Regions from separate parts of the Sus scrofa genome. Here region 1 is linked to region 2. Evidence: chromatin contacts called from public Hi-C data. All regions are on one chromosome and are shown on one strand. Each heading gives the region's core, a stretch centred on a gene start, on an enhancer-like site or on the middle of the called end of the contact. The rest is flanking DNA. Distances are from core to core; before and after follow the strand shown. Region 1 has its middle 3.8 kb from the start of MIR99A. Region 2 holds the start of LOC106508546.

Region 1 (6,586 bases), core at 1,978-4,477, 440 kb after region 2:
AAGTGGTATTGTCCTAGTGCTTTCTGTCTTTCTAGCCTGCTGCATTCCTGATTGGGGCTTTTTGGAGATTTTTTTGGTCTGCACTGGTTTCTGTCTCTGGGGGGCAGGCTTCTTCTGCTTCAAGTTTTGAATTTGTGAAGCAAACTTAAAATCCAGGGACCCTACCACCATATTGTTCCTTGGGTCCCGAGGTCCCTAACTGGATTATCTTCTCTCCATCTTTCAGAGTCTCCCTATGTTTGTTTTATTATATGCAATGTTCAGGGATTTGAGTTGTACTTAGGAGGATTTGGGTAAAACTACACCTACTCTATCTCTCTGGAAGTGAACATCTCCTCTGTCTTCTGCTTTTGTTTTTGCTTTTTAATTGGGAGAGCAACATAACACTTTTCACATGAGGTACTTTTAGGGATCAAACATAATTATGACAAACTGATTAATATATTTTGTATTAAAAAGAGAAACTTTAAAATAGCAAGACAGGAATTCCTGTTGTGGCACAGTGAAAACAAATCCAACTAATATCCATGAGGATGCGGGTTCAATCCCTGGTCTCACACAGTGAACTGTGGTGTAGGTCACAGATGCAGCTCGGATCCTGCATTGCTGTGGCTGTGACATAGGCCAGCAGCTGTAGCTCTCATTTGACCCCTAGCCTGATAACTTCCATATGCTGCCAGTGCAGCCCTAAACAGCAAAAAAAAAAAAAAAAAAAAAAAAAACGCAAGATGACAGAAATCATCTCTATCTGTAATCCATTTTTTAATATCTACTTTTCTTCCAATTTCCTATTCTTATCATTGTGTTTCTTGATGAGCAATAAATGCTCCTTCAGGACCCACAACACTTCTGTGAAGAAGTGAGCTTTTCTTACTTGAAAGTTCTTCCTGAATGACTCCCACCTGGGGGCATGTCCATTTGACTCATTGCTGTTCCCCTGTGTCTATCACACAGCCTGGCCACATACACCTACTTAAATAATTGCTGAATAAGTGAACGAGAACACAACATTTTCTTTCTGTGAGGACTTATCTACTTTCTTCTGGCTGTGCTAAAGCATGGGGCACATGTGTTGGCTGGGCTTGTTCCCCCACCAGGCACTCCAAGGCATGTGCTTAGGACAGTACTAAAATTTATCCACAATTTTGCAATCTAGAAAAAAAAAGCAAATTTTTAATTTCAGCACATGTGTAAGTTTTTATTTTATGGTTTAGAATTGTTTGTATTCTGAATTACATATGGGGAAAACATCAGAATGGTTTCCATGCATGTGCGTGTATGCATACTCACTCCTATCCTTCCTCAAGAAAGTGACTCAAAGACCATAACTCAAAAAAGACCAGAGACCGTTTCCAAGATATTTGCTAGATCCTTGAATTCTTTTGGTTTTGTTTATTTTTTTATAGGCAAGTAATGGTTTGATTACCTTTTCCAGTCTTTGTCTGGTATTGTGCAATATATATGTCTATATGTGAGTGTCTGTACATGGAGGAGGGATAACATTCATCCATAGTTTTGTAAGGCACTGAATATAATTTTAAAATTGTGCAAAGATAATTATAAAGATTCCCCATCTTAGAAAAACTGAAGCATTTTTTAATGCAGGAAAGGCAACCATAATTCTTTTTGGTACTACTGAGTATGTTTCGCTTAAATACTAATAGCACTTGCTTTCCCACTGAGCTATAGATTTTGCTTAAGGAAATGGTGAAAGATTTCATTCACTGTACTTTTGTTAGAAAGTATGGAAATGTTTGTCCACGGGAACTTCTGTCGCCTGTGAGAATGGAAATCCATTGAGGTGAGGGAACCCTTTCATTTGATTGCCTAGAAGCTGTTGATACATTCCTTGTATCTTTCAACGGGATCTTTCACGCCACACAGGAAAACTGTAGCTGGTGAAGGAACAGAAAGAGCACTTCTTCCATGAGTCAAATCTTAGCAAACTTGCACAGCAGCTGTGCTAGGTACTGCTGAGGATTACCCCAGGACCCAGTTGCAGGGGTGTGCGCGGTTGAAGAGACAACTGGCATCCCTCAGGGGACCACTTTGACGGAGATTGAAGCAATAATGCATCCCCACTGCTGCTGGAGGATATTGTGGCCGTGTAGTACAAAACTGGTGCCAGATAAAAATCAGAAAGTAATAAAAAGCAAGACAAAACTCAAGAGCTTTTCAATCTTAATGCAAGGGACTAAAACAAACGTCCTGGGCTTGTTGCATTCACTCAGAAAGGAAAAGGGGGCAGGGGAAGGGAAAACTTGCAGAGACTTCAGTCTTTTCCTTTGAGAACCATTTGTGTTGTGAAATAAAGTTACGGAGTAGGCATGTTCAGACCTTTATTTGCTACATTTAGTCTGAAGGATTCCCCCCCAGCACACACACACCCTTAACTACAAGAAGCCAGAGTTTTCTGTGCAAACTGAAACAGGCGTTGCAAGAATCAGATTCACTTTGGACGACTCTTCACATTCCAAGTCATCATTGCATTAGGCAGCACAATTCCATCTCTGGTTGATGGGCAGAAAAAGTGGGCAGCTTGCCAGGTAGACGTTTCCATGACTCCCAGCCCCCAAAGGTGATGCGTTTTTCAGCTAATTCAATGAAGAGTGGGCTGAACTTTGGGTCTAAACGAGACAATAGCTGCCTTCGCAGTATCAGCAGAATGGTTGATGGGAATGCACTCTACATTTGGCAGAGAATCATGTGACCTTACGACTGAGATTTTGTGATGGTGCCAACGGAGACTTGGAAAGCAGCAACCGTCCTGACTTTTTTCTTCTTTTCTAGCATGGCTCAGAAAATGGTGGATCTTAATACTTGACTTTAGCCAGACTCAGCAAGCGACTGAGCTTTGAAGCACAACTTCGCCTTTATTCTGGGTTTTTGGCAGGCCACCAGGAGGCTGTCCCTTTCACGCCTGATAAATTCTGCTGCTTATCTCTAAATAGAAAAAAAAAAAAAAGAAAGAAAGAAAGAACATATAAACAGAATATTGAGGCATAACAAGTGAATCCTAAAATTGTGTGTGCTTTTTTTGTTTTTTTGCCTTTTCTTACCGCTGATTTTTTAAAACGTTAATACCCTTTCTGCTTGCTGAAGAATCCAAGTAGGTTTTTTTTTTTTTTTTTTTTTTTGGTTTATAATGAACAGGCATTTGAACTGGGCAAACAGGACGACAGCAGCAGTGAGCATGAGATCATTGCAGCAGTGTAGCAAACTGGCACCCTGCCTTCTCACCCTTTTGGTTCAGGAGACAAACGTGTGCAATCCTCATTTCTAAAGTCAGCACAGCCTGGAAGGATTCCTGGTCTCTCCCACCTTCTACCATTCTGCTGCCAGGGACGGCAAGGATTGGTGCAGCTTCTGCGCAGTGCTTTGTGCCTGGAATACCGAGAAGCAAGAAAAAGAAGACAAGCACCCTGGTCCTTTTTTCCAAGAAATAGCAGGAGCCATGAAGAAAAAAAAATCTGAGTTTGTCCTACTCCTTGCAACAGTGCTGGGAAAAAAAGAGAGAGAGAGAGAAAGAGACGCTCCTGCTCAAAAACAAAAACAAAAACAAACAAACAAAAATCCAAACCAAAACAAACCAAAAAAAAAAAAAAAAAAAAGCCAACATTGGCTTGTATAACTACAGAGACATCGGGCTTTGTAAAGCAGCTTTGTAAGGCAACATAAGCAAATGAGCCTTCTTTATTTTGTATTATTTCCAAAACATGGCATAATAAGCAATATATTGCTCTTGGTGAAATCGCACCTTTCATATCAGGTATAACTTTTTTTTGTTGTTTCTTTTTAAGCCTACTGTTATGTAAAAGGGGATCCTTGAACTTTCAATTTACTCTGATTTAACTCATCACCCACTTTACTCTTATTAACTTTTTCCTTTTGCTCTCTTGCTCTAATCCTGATTAGAATAGAAACTTTAGTAAAAATAGAAAAATCTCTATGCAAAAGATGGTACCTGTTTTTATTTTTGTTATACATAGAAGTTTTGGAAAAACATTAATATATTATCTGTGCTTATTGTGTACAGTATTAGTTTTTGCTGTCTAAGAAAAGTGAGCATTTAGCCCTGGTTGGTAAAGAAACTAAACCTTTCATGTGCCGTTGACTCATAATTTAAAATGTGAAAGAAGAAACTTTTTCAACTTCAAAAAAGAGGTCGTGTTAGAATATATATTAAACTTCTGATAAATAAAATTTAGTTTGGGGGAGGCTATATTTAAATTACTTACCAGGATTTCAGTGTAACAAATAGAGATGAAAATATCATGTTCTCAGTTGCTAAGTAGAAAAAAGCTTTTTCCACAATAATACTGACTGTTAAAATATATTTAAAAGAATAATTTGTCTTAGAGCTATTGCTGAGAGTGTTGGAAATATCTATTATTTTAGTAGAAAAAGTACATACAAACTTGTTTTTAGTTTAAAGCAGTGTATTGGATCAGCAGATAAATGCATTGCATTCTAATTATTTTGTCTGTTTGTAGAAGTAAATTGCTAAGCAATTGAAGCATTTTATAACAAAAACCCAGTTTTTCCTGGTTCAATGAGAAAGGATTAGCTGATATATTCCACCTATTTTAATTTCCATTAAAACTGTTTCAAAACATGTTTTAAAATTGTTAAAGAGAGAAAATGTTTTTAAGTACATAGCGTATATAGAGTATAATTTTCATGTTAAGAATTGATACTATATTTTCCATAAAAATAATAAACTTTAAGCAAACTGTTCTGCTTTTAAAATCATATTTTATTGTAATAAAAATATATAAACAATGAGAAAATACTGTAGAACTTATAAATTCTACCTTTTTTTAATTCTACAAAGAATTGTGGGAAATAACAAATACCTAATATACTGATAACATTCAAGGAAAACATTTTATTAAGTTTATTGTTTATTGTTCACCAATTATTTAAAAAATAGCTCTTGTTCCTTTATGCTGCCTCAGCTAATGGAACATCAACTTTCACAGGCTTAATTAACATTTTTAAACCTGTTTTCATGTTTCAAGATCCTTTAGTTGAAAAACATTATTTTAAATGTTATTTTTAGGAGCCATTAATCTCTACACTCTTAATTATCTTATTAAGCTCCATGCCAAATCCAAATCTCTTTTCAGCTTTCACTAGTTCATTGTACAAAACCTAGTCGCTTCTTTAACAGCCATGCCTCCTTTCACTTTCAAAACTATTACTGTGAAAACAACACCAACCAAAATGAACGCATACATGCAAACTATGAAACCACATTATATGTCATATGAGTAGCCTTGGGTGGGGCTCCACGAGTCTTCCAAGCCTTTAAAAATACTTTAAAAGGTTTTGCCCATTTTGATACTGTGTTTTCTTCTCGGTCTTCTACCTTCATTCCCACCGTCCACCCAGATGCTCCTCCTAGACAGCAGTTGTCTGATATTTCTCCTTTTGTGGTTGTTTTAGGGAAAAACTTAAAATGGATATGAGAAGTGAAGAAAGTGATCATAGGAGCAAGTCATCTCAGGTAAAAATAAAAAGCAAAAGAGCAATAATATTTAATATTTGTTAAGAAAAAATAATATTGACTGTGTTTAGTTATAAGCATTTGTTTCATACTCTATTGATCTAGCTGTTGGATTTGCCACTGATGGTTTGAAGGTTTATAATATTACTTACCTTTGTGAAAAATTTTTGTCTGAGTTTGTGATCGGTGTACAGTTCGAGTCCCTTTGAATATAGATCCATTCATACAACATAGGTGAAATATGGTTGAATAGAAAGTAGTTTAGGAAAAAGACAAAAAATGTAATTTTTTATTTGTCATATATAAAAGGAAATGAAATCTGGGGGGAGGTAATGAAGTCATGCCTTTTTTTAATGCTTTCTTAAGAGAATGAAACAAAAATATAAAACCCTCATAGGTAGGATGAAACCCAAAACAAATTTTTCTTTTTATTTGATGTTGAAATTTATGAATATATGTTAAAATATTTTAATACATTTGAATGCAGGATTGTGGATTTTTCCTATAGTTTTTAATAAGCATGGGAATAGTTAGAAAATAAATAATAGTAAAAAATTATGTGGACCACATTATCTATATATAGTCTATAAAACACATTTTATTGGCTTCAATACACACAAAAACACTAATTAATTTTTATGTAGTATTTTTCCACAATGAAGATATAATTAAAAATGCTAAATATTGTGGATATGACTGAAATGATTAATAAAATACAACTTATAATTTTGTTGCTGTTGAGCTTAGGATCTTAAAAAATGTGTACATGCCTGGATTTATGTTTACTCTTTGTGCGGTTGCTTATTGTCTGGTGGTTTAAAGTATTTTTGAATAACAACTTATTTTTACTCAACCTGTTGACCAGATGAGAGTTGTATGCAGCCATATATTATGTTTTAAGTACATTTGAAAAAAATAAATTTAAGTATATGTGTTTCAGAGACAAGATACCCTCTTTTATGCAGATCTGGAGTATAAATGTTAAGCGCGCAGTAGTAGTAATAATGCTATCAATTAATTTTTGTTTTTTGACATTTATCCATAATTGTTCATTGGAGTATTATCCCAACTACAGAC
Region 2 (6,441 bases), core at 3,418-5,917:
AGGAAAAGCTATGTTTTCTTTGGGCACTTGTGCTGTAGTACATACAAATAAATTTTTTACTTCACTGTATTTATATTATGAGATACTTTTAAAATTAATGACAGATTTAGAAACCATTGTGTAATTTTGGATTTATCTCATGGCTAGAGTAAAACATCTCTTTCTTATTCATCCTGGATGTTAAAAACAATTTTTACTTAGAAGAAAATCATTATCCAAGATTGGGAAATAATTCTGGATTCTTGGGTGAAAGCTTTTCATTTCTCTTTCCAGGTCTTCTGCTATTCTTTGTAAGTAGAAGAACAAAGAATAATAACCATAGAGCACCATGCTAACAGTTGGTGAAAACTGTGGCTGTTTTTTAATTAATAGAACATTTCTCTTTAGGTGATTAATCTGCTTGAGGTTTTTCTTCTCTTTTGGGTATTTAGATGTCATAATCTGTTATTTTGTTTTCATGAAGTGCACCTTTTTTAAAAAAAAATCCTAATTAAAACAACTGGAAACCTTGCAAGAGAAAGGAGTTTTAAAAACTGAGGTATTTAAAAAAGTTATTTTATTTCATGGAGAATGCACTGCTAACGTATTTGAGGTCAGTATAAATGACATTAATTAATCATAACCATACTCTAAAAAGTCTTATTTAGAAACAGATTTATGCACCATGTGATCCAAAAGTGGCACCTTTGAAAGTCCTATGTTTTCTCATACCCCATAAAGATGATTATTATTAAAGAATTCAAGAATAATTATTTTGAATCCAAAATACAGACAATGACATTTTAAGCGGTGAGTTTGTGAGCAAAAAAGCAGCCATATATTTAGAGCTATTCTGATGATTAACCACATCTTGTTTTGTCACCTGGATACTTGTCATTGTGTAGACAGAAACATAAACAGTGGTTTCTTGACAATGATTACACTATGAATATTTTCTACTCTTGTTAAAATGGCTTAATTTTTTTAAAGGAATTAGTCACATCAAGAGACTGACAGGTTATTTTTTTAATGTATTGTTTTTGCATATCTAAGTTGGCTCTACATATAGAATGTCCTGTATTATTTATAAGGTTAATGTGATTGGCTGCTATTCTGCATTCTTACAGCCAATTTGTGTTGAGTTGACTATTTTGGTGAGATCATCACCAAAGGTCTAAGTCTAAGGTTATGCTTTTGATCTTTATAAAGAAGTTTGCTTAATTCCATCGTGGGAACACAGATGGCTATCATATTCTTTATACGTTATCTTATAAATGCATGTCTTTGATCTTATGGAAGGGGACCATAAATTTCTTGTTTTGGTAAAACTCAGCTAATTAAGAATATCCTGACAGCAGGTCAGAACTGTATTTTTAATATAGGATGGCACTGTAATGGGTGAAAATGCACTGGCTAGTTACTAATTTCCTTTAGATATCATGTCTAAAATTAATGGATACAGTCTCCAAGGTACAGCTTAGGTCTAAATTCTCTAGTATAATGATTCCAAGTAAGATTTTATGGCAAAATTGCTTTGTTTGGGTAGTACGTTAAATCTCACAGTTGCATTTTGTATTTGAGGTGTGAGAAGAATACTGAAGTCTAACACTAACATATTATAAAAATGCAATGTTTTCAAATATACCTAGTAACTCAAGCTATGACAGAACGGGTTAGGAAGTCTTGCCTAATTTAAAGTACTTGAGGAAGACCTCTTTTATTTTTAGTGTTCATTGTTTGCAAATCCCTATTTGTTTAAGGAGGTCAGATAAGGACCATCCATCCACCTTGTTAATAAAATTAATGTAGTCTCCAAAATCCTTCGTAAATTTCCAAGTGCATTCTATGCGTTCGTAGAAGCTAAAGGATGAGTTTCTACTGTTTTGATTTTTACTAAGCAAAATGGATAACTATCAATGAAGCACTACCTTTTTGATTTTTGTAAGCATTTTTTGCACAGTAACAGATTGAAAACTGAGATAATGAGGTAGAAGAATTGTGAATTCTTACAATAAAAAGACAGTGGTGATTATAATTGTGTATTTCTGTGTGTGTGTGTGTGTGTGTGTGTGTGAAAGAGAGTGAGAGAGGGAGGGAGACAGAGAGGGAGGGGAGAAGGGGAAGATAGATAAAAACAGAGAGATGGAGATGTGGTCTTCGTATCTTAATTTAATTACCAGTAAACTTTTCATGATTTACTTAAAGATTGAGAAAGACTGGTCTTTGATAGGAAAACTGTCAACGAGGTGAGGCAAGTAGCTTCTTAAGTTTTTCTTCAATCACTTAGAGAAGAACCGTCTGTAATTAACCAAATTACAGCTTTGATTTCAGCTGTTTTGATTTCAATGTGTATAGCAGTTCAGAATTATAGATGTAATATTCTCTTATATTATTTGTGATTTTTATTTTTTATTGTTATTTTTGATTTTTATTTATTTATTTTTGGCCATACCTGAGGCATATGGAAGTTCCTTGGGCCAGGGATAGAATCTGAGCTGCAGCTGTGACCTACACTGCAGCTGTGGCAATACTGGATCCTTAACCTACTGCACTGAGCCAGCGAGGATTGAACCCATACCTCAAAATGACCTGAAATGCCACAGGGAAATACTGGATCTTTAACCCCTGCATCACAGCATAAACTCTGTCTTATTTGTGTTTTTTATAACTGAACCTTGTTAAATCTTACTGGTCTAGTTAAGAATATGCCCTACTAATCCCTCCTACCAAAACTTGATTTGGGGAAAGTGTAGAGGGAAAAGCTGTGCATTAAAAAAATGCTTATAAAATGCAAAATTGACTTGAATACATTTTATGATACAAATATTGCAAACATTAATTAAAAAGAGAACAATAAAGTATAAATTGATAAAAACAGCATTATTGAGATTCTCTCTAGTGTAGATGCATTATGTGCTGTATACATATATCTGAATGGATATAGATGAATTGCTGTTTCTCATAATATGCCCACTGTAATGATGAATTTCATTCCTGATTAGAGAGTCATGAGCTAAAAATCAAAATATATCAATAAATGTAGGTAAAATTTGGTGAAATTCCATCTTAGGAAATAATCAGTGCTTAAAGCTTAGCATTTTGATTTAGAACAAGAAATATGTAAATTATAAAATGAGAAAATACTGAGCTGATGAGCACACCCTATTTTAATAGTATTCTAATTAGCCAGGAAGCAAAATGCGATTTTATTTACCTGCAAAGACCTGAGCCAGAAATCTTCATTTCAAAATGCTATTTCTTTACGTTGTGACTGAATTACCATGAACAATGCAAACTGGTTTTACTTTCTAGGTTCCTTATTCTTACATATTTTTGAAAAGTTGTCTACCCAGATCCTTCATTATACAATGAGGTAACCCCAAATGAAACCCCAAGCATCTTTTCTTTCTGGTCATCATATGTTGCCAGTCTCCCCCTAGAAATTGATACACTCTGTGTGCTGAATCCTGCCTTTTCATCCCCTGCTGCAAAATCAGCGGTCATAACAGCTCTTCTGTTCATGAATATGTAAATGAAACATGCATAATATAAAAAAATATTAGTGGGCACTTCCTACTTCAGGCTGTATCCAACTCTGTTTGACTAATACATGAAAAGCAAAAATTTAATTTTTTAAGCATTCTGAATCAGTGTTGCCAAAATTGCTGAGGTTATGTAACATGGAAATACATAAATGAGACATATACAGATGCTCCTGACAGTTGGACTCCTAATAAACCAGCATCAATGTCTTGGCTATGGTGATGCGTGCAGATTCACTCATTACGTTAATGCCGAGTGATAAGGAGGAAATGCCTTAGATCCTCGATAACCTTTTATTTGCTGACTAGGTTCCACTCCCATACCGCACCCCAATAAAGGGCTAAAACAGTGCTTAAATTATACACATGTATACACACACACACACATGATTATTTATGCTATGCACACTTTTTTTCTTTTGAAAGGGAGAAGTGATGACTATATCCGCTAGAGTGTTCTGGAGGAAGCATTAAGCTCCGGGAAAGAAATAATTGGGAGATTTTATTATTGAAATAAGCAAGCATGTTCATGCATATTTTTACAGCTCGCATGCCCATGCGCCACTCTGTGCAAACAGTGCAACTGCAGCTTGCGCGTGGTAATTAGGTTGATGTAATTATGGTGAAATAAAGACAGCCTCACTGATAATTTCACAGTGAATATTAAAGACATATGTGCCTTCCAGTGTACAATAAATGAACCTGAACTGCTGTCAGGGGCTAGGAGGACAGTGTGGCCAATGCACCTATTGTGTCCCTGCTGCAGAAAGGAGCCTGCCGATTGGCCACTGTCTGCAGCACATAGCACTGGCTGGTTATAAAGGACTTGTCTAGGGGAGAGCCTGTAGGTACTCCATTGTCTGGTAAAGTTCATACGACTGCATTCTTTTTTGCAAGGGGGGGTGGAGGGAGAGCGGGGAAGGCGGGGGTGTCAGTTCAACTGTAAAAGCTGCACAGATTTTTTTTTTCTTTCTCTCTCTCTGCCTCTCCATAGATCGTTTCTGTTTCATGCCCTGTCTCATTTCGCATAGCTAAAAGAGAATGCTAATTAAGATCCCTTGTCTTAACCTGAAAATAATGACTCGGATATAATTAGAAATCTGGTGAGAGTTTAAAATTCTGGGAGGGGACCAAAAATATCAGTTACGGTGCTTAGGGAGGAAATGAAGAATTATTTTTCTGTAATCAAGGTAAACATGGGAAGGGGGGTTCCCCCTATTTAAAAAAAAACCTAATTTGAACCAATGGTGTTCTACTGCAGAAGAGAGGTTACTGTATTTCAGAAACTATTTTAGCCATCAAATTGAAAGGACACAAATCAGTGGCAATAGAAGCCTTCTTAATCCTTCTTAGGATGCAATTCAGATGAAAGAACTGCTTTTTTTATTTTTCTTTTTGTATGTGTGTGTTATAGATGGATCTGAGAACGCCGTCTGGGCTTGGTGCCAAGTGCTGGTATTTCACAGCAGCGACCGCCTCACAGACGGGCTGTGGGAAGCAGGAGGGAGACTCTCTTAGGGTGCCACTACTATGGAGACACAGCTGGGCTGAACAAGATTTGCTTCAAACGACAACAAGAGAGACAGAAAGTATCTGGTTCAACCGCTGCCCAGGCAGGCAGGCACCAGAAGAGCTAGCAGCCAATCCGGCCATGCTCGAAGCCAGCTCTGCAGCTCAGCCAATCAGTGACATCACTGGTGAGAAACTCATTTACATCATGCAGTAATGAACTTTGTTTAACATAGCCTCCCCCCCTTTCCTGTTACCCCCCTCCCCATTTTAGGTCCTTCCATTAATTATTCCGCTGGCATAATTTAAACCGCTATGCAAAAATGTGGCTATATTTTCTCTAATAGCGTCTACCTCCCCCCCCCCATTAGTGTTTGCTGTCACTGAAAGTGATTCTGGGTACAATTCTATTTTGTTTTGACTTTGCAAAATTATTTTCTTCTAAAAAAATCTTAGACAAAATTAAACCTTCATGTATTTTATCTGACCCCATGCCCCTCTTAGAAATAGCATGCTTTGGGCAAGTTGGGATTCAGAATTGGGCAAGGTAATAGAAAATAAGAGGGTGTATTTCCACGGAAGTTGCAGTTTTTCTAAGCAATCTGCATCTAAGAGTTTCCTTTAATGTTTCCAGATTTTATGCTGCAGTGGCCATTTTTACATACAGTGTTTTATCCAAAAAGTGCTTATGTACATCTGTTACAAAGAGGAAAGTTCACTCTTATTATATTTCATTCTTCACTGCTCTCTGCCAACATGTCATTTTATTAATGAATAGAACTGAGGTCATTTCTGGACAAATCTCTCTCTTCCCATTTTAGTACAATGCACCTGATTTGCATCCATTTACTAGAAAAACTGAATGCAAGACCCAGTTTGAAAAGAAGGGACCAGTTTACATATCGTTTCAGAATATATCATAGCAATTTTTTTCCAGAATATGTAATATTTAACATCTGCCATAGTGTTTCTAGAAAAATGCCTGATTTCCCTTCCCAGTGTAATACCTTTAGCAAATTTATTGCTTTGTTATATAACCAAAATAGACTAAGTGAAATAACGTTCAGGAATGAGTTCATTTAATAGGCAGAAAACCTTCGGAAATACAATTTTGTCTTGTACATTTGGATTGAGTTTGCCAGAGATAAACTCATTTCTTCTACAGATAACTTAAAAAGGCTGGAACCTGTGGTATGTGAATATTTTCAGGTTGCTTTAGAGAATCCCAAAGAGCGGAAACTGGGTCACACTTAAATGCGATTTCTCTTAAACCATATCTTTATTGCCTATTGGCATTAAAAGGATGCGATTTTCTAGCAGGGAAGGTAGTTTCATTGTCTTTTTATAAGGAATATTTTGAATATAATTATTCAAAGACATGGAATTTTTAAAATATCGACAAGGGTTTCAT

Evidence for each region. A called contact is a pair of places that touch in the nucleus more often than the background predicts.
Region 1: a Hi-C map of fetal skeletal muscle shows a contact between it and region 2, with 2.5 times the contacts expected there. The contact joins the enhancer-like site here to the promoter of LOC106508546 in region 2. A contact is called at or near these places in 4 of 47 Hi-C or Micro-C datasets (brain, embryonic fibroblasts, fetal skeletal muscle and 1 more) and 1 of 2 datasets of contacts at active chromatin or transcription factors (skeletal muscle).

The regions. Positions count from the first base shown.
Region 1 is chr13:181,295,359-181,301,944 of Sscrofa11.1, forward strand. It overlaps a transcript of LOC106508546 not described here. Among named protein-coding and RNA genes, the nearest start is that of MIR99A, 3.8 kb to the right of the region's middle. Within about 2 kb of position 3,228, at least 41 of the 83 cell types and tissues checked have an H3K27ac peak or open chromatin away from gene starts, as enhancers often do. A contact at or near this core is called in fetal skeletal muscle and skeletal muscle, where this site is marked.
Region 2 is chr13:180,853,509-180,859,949 of Sscrofa11.1, forward strand. It overlaps LOC106508546, which reads left to right and starts at 4,668. Exons shown (of 6, transcript XM_021071419.1): 1 at 4,668-4,711; 2 at 4,936-5,218. The coding sequence starts at 4,685.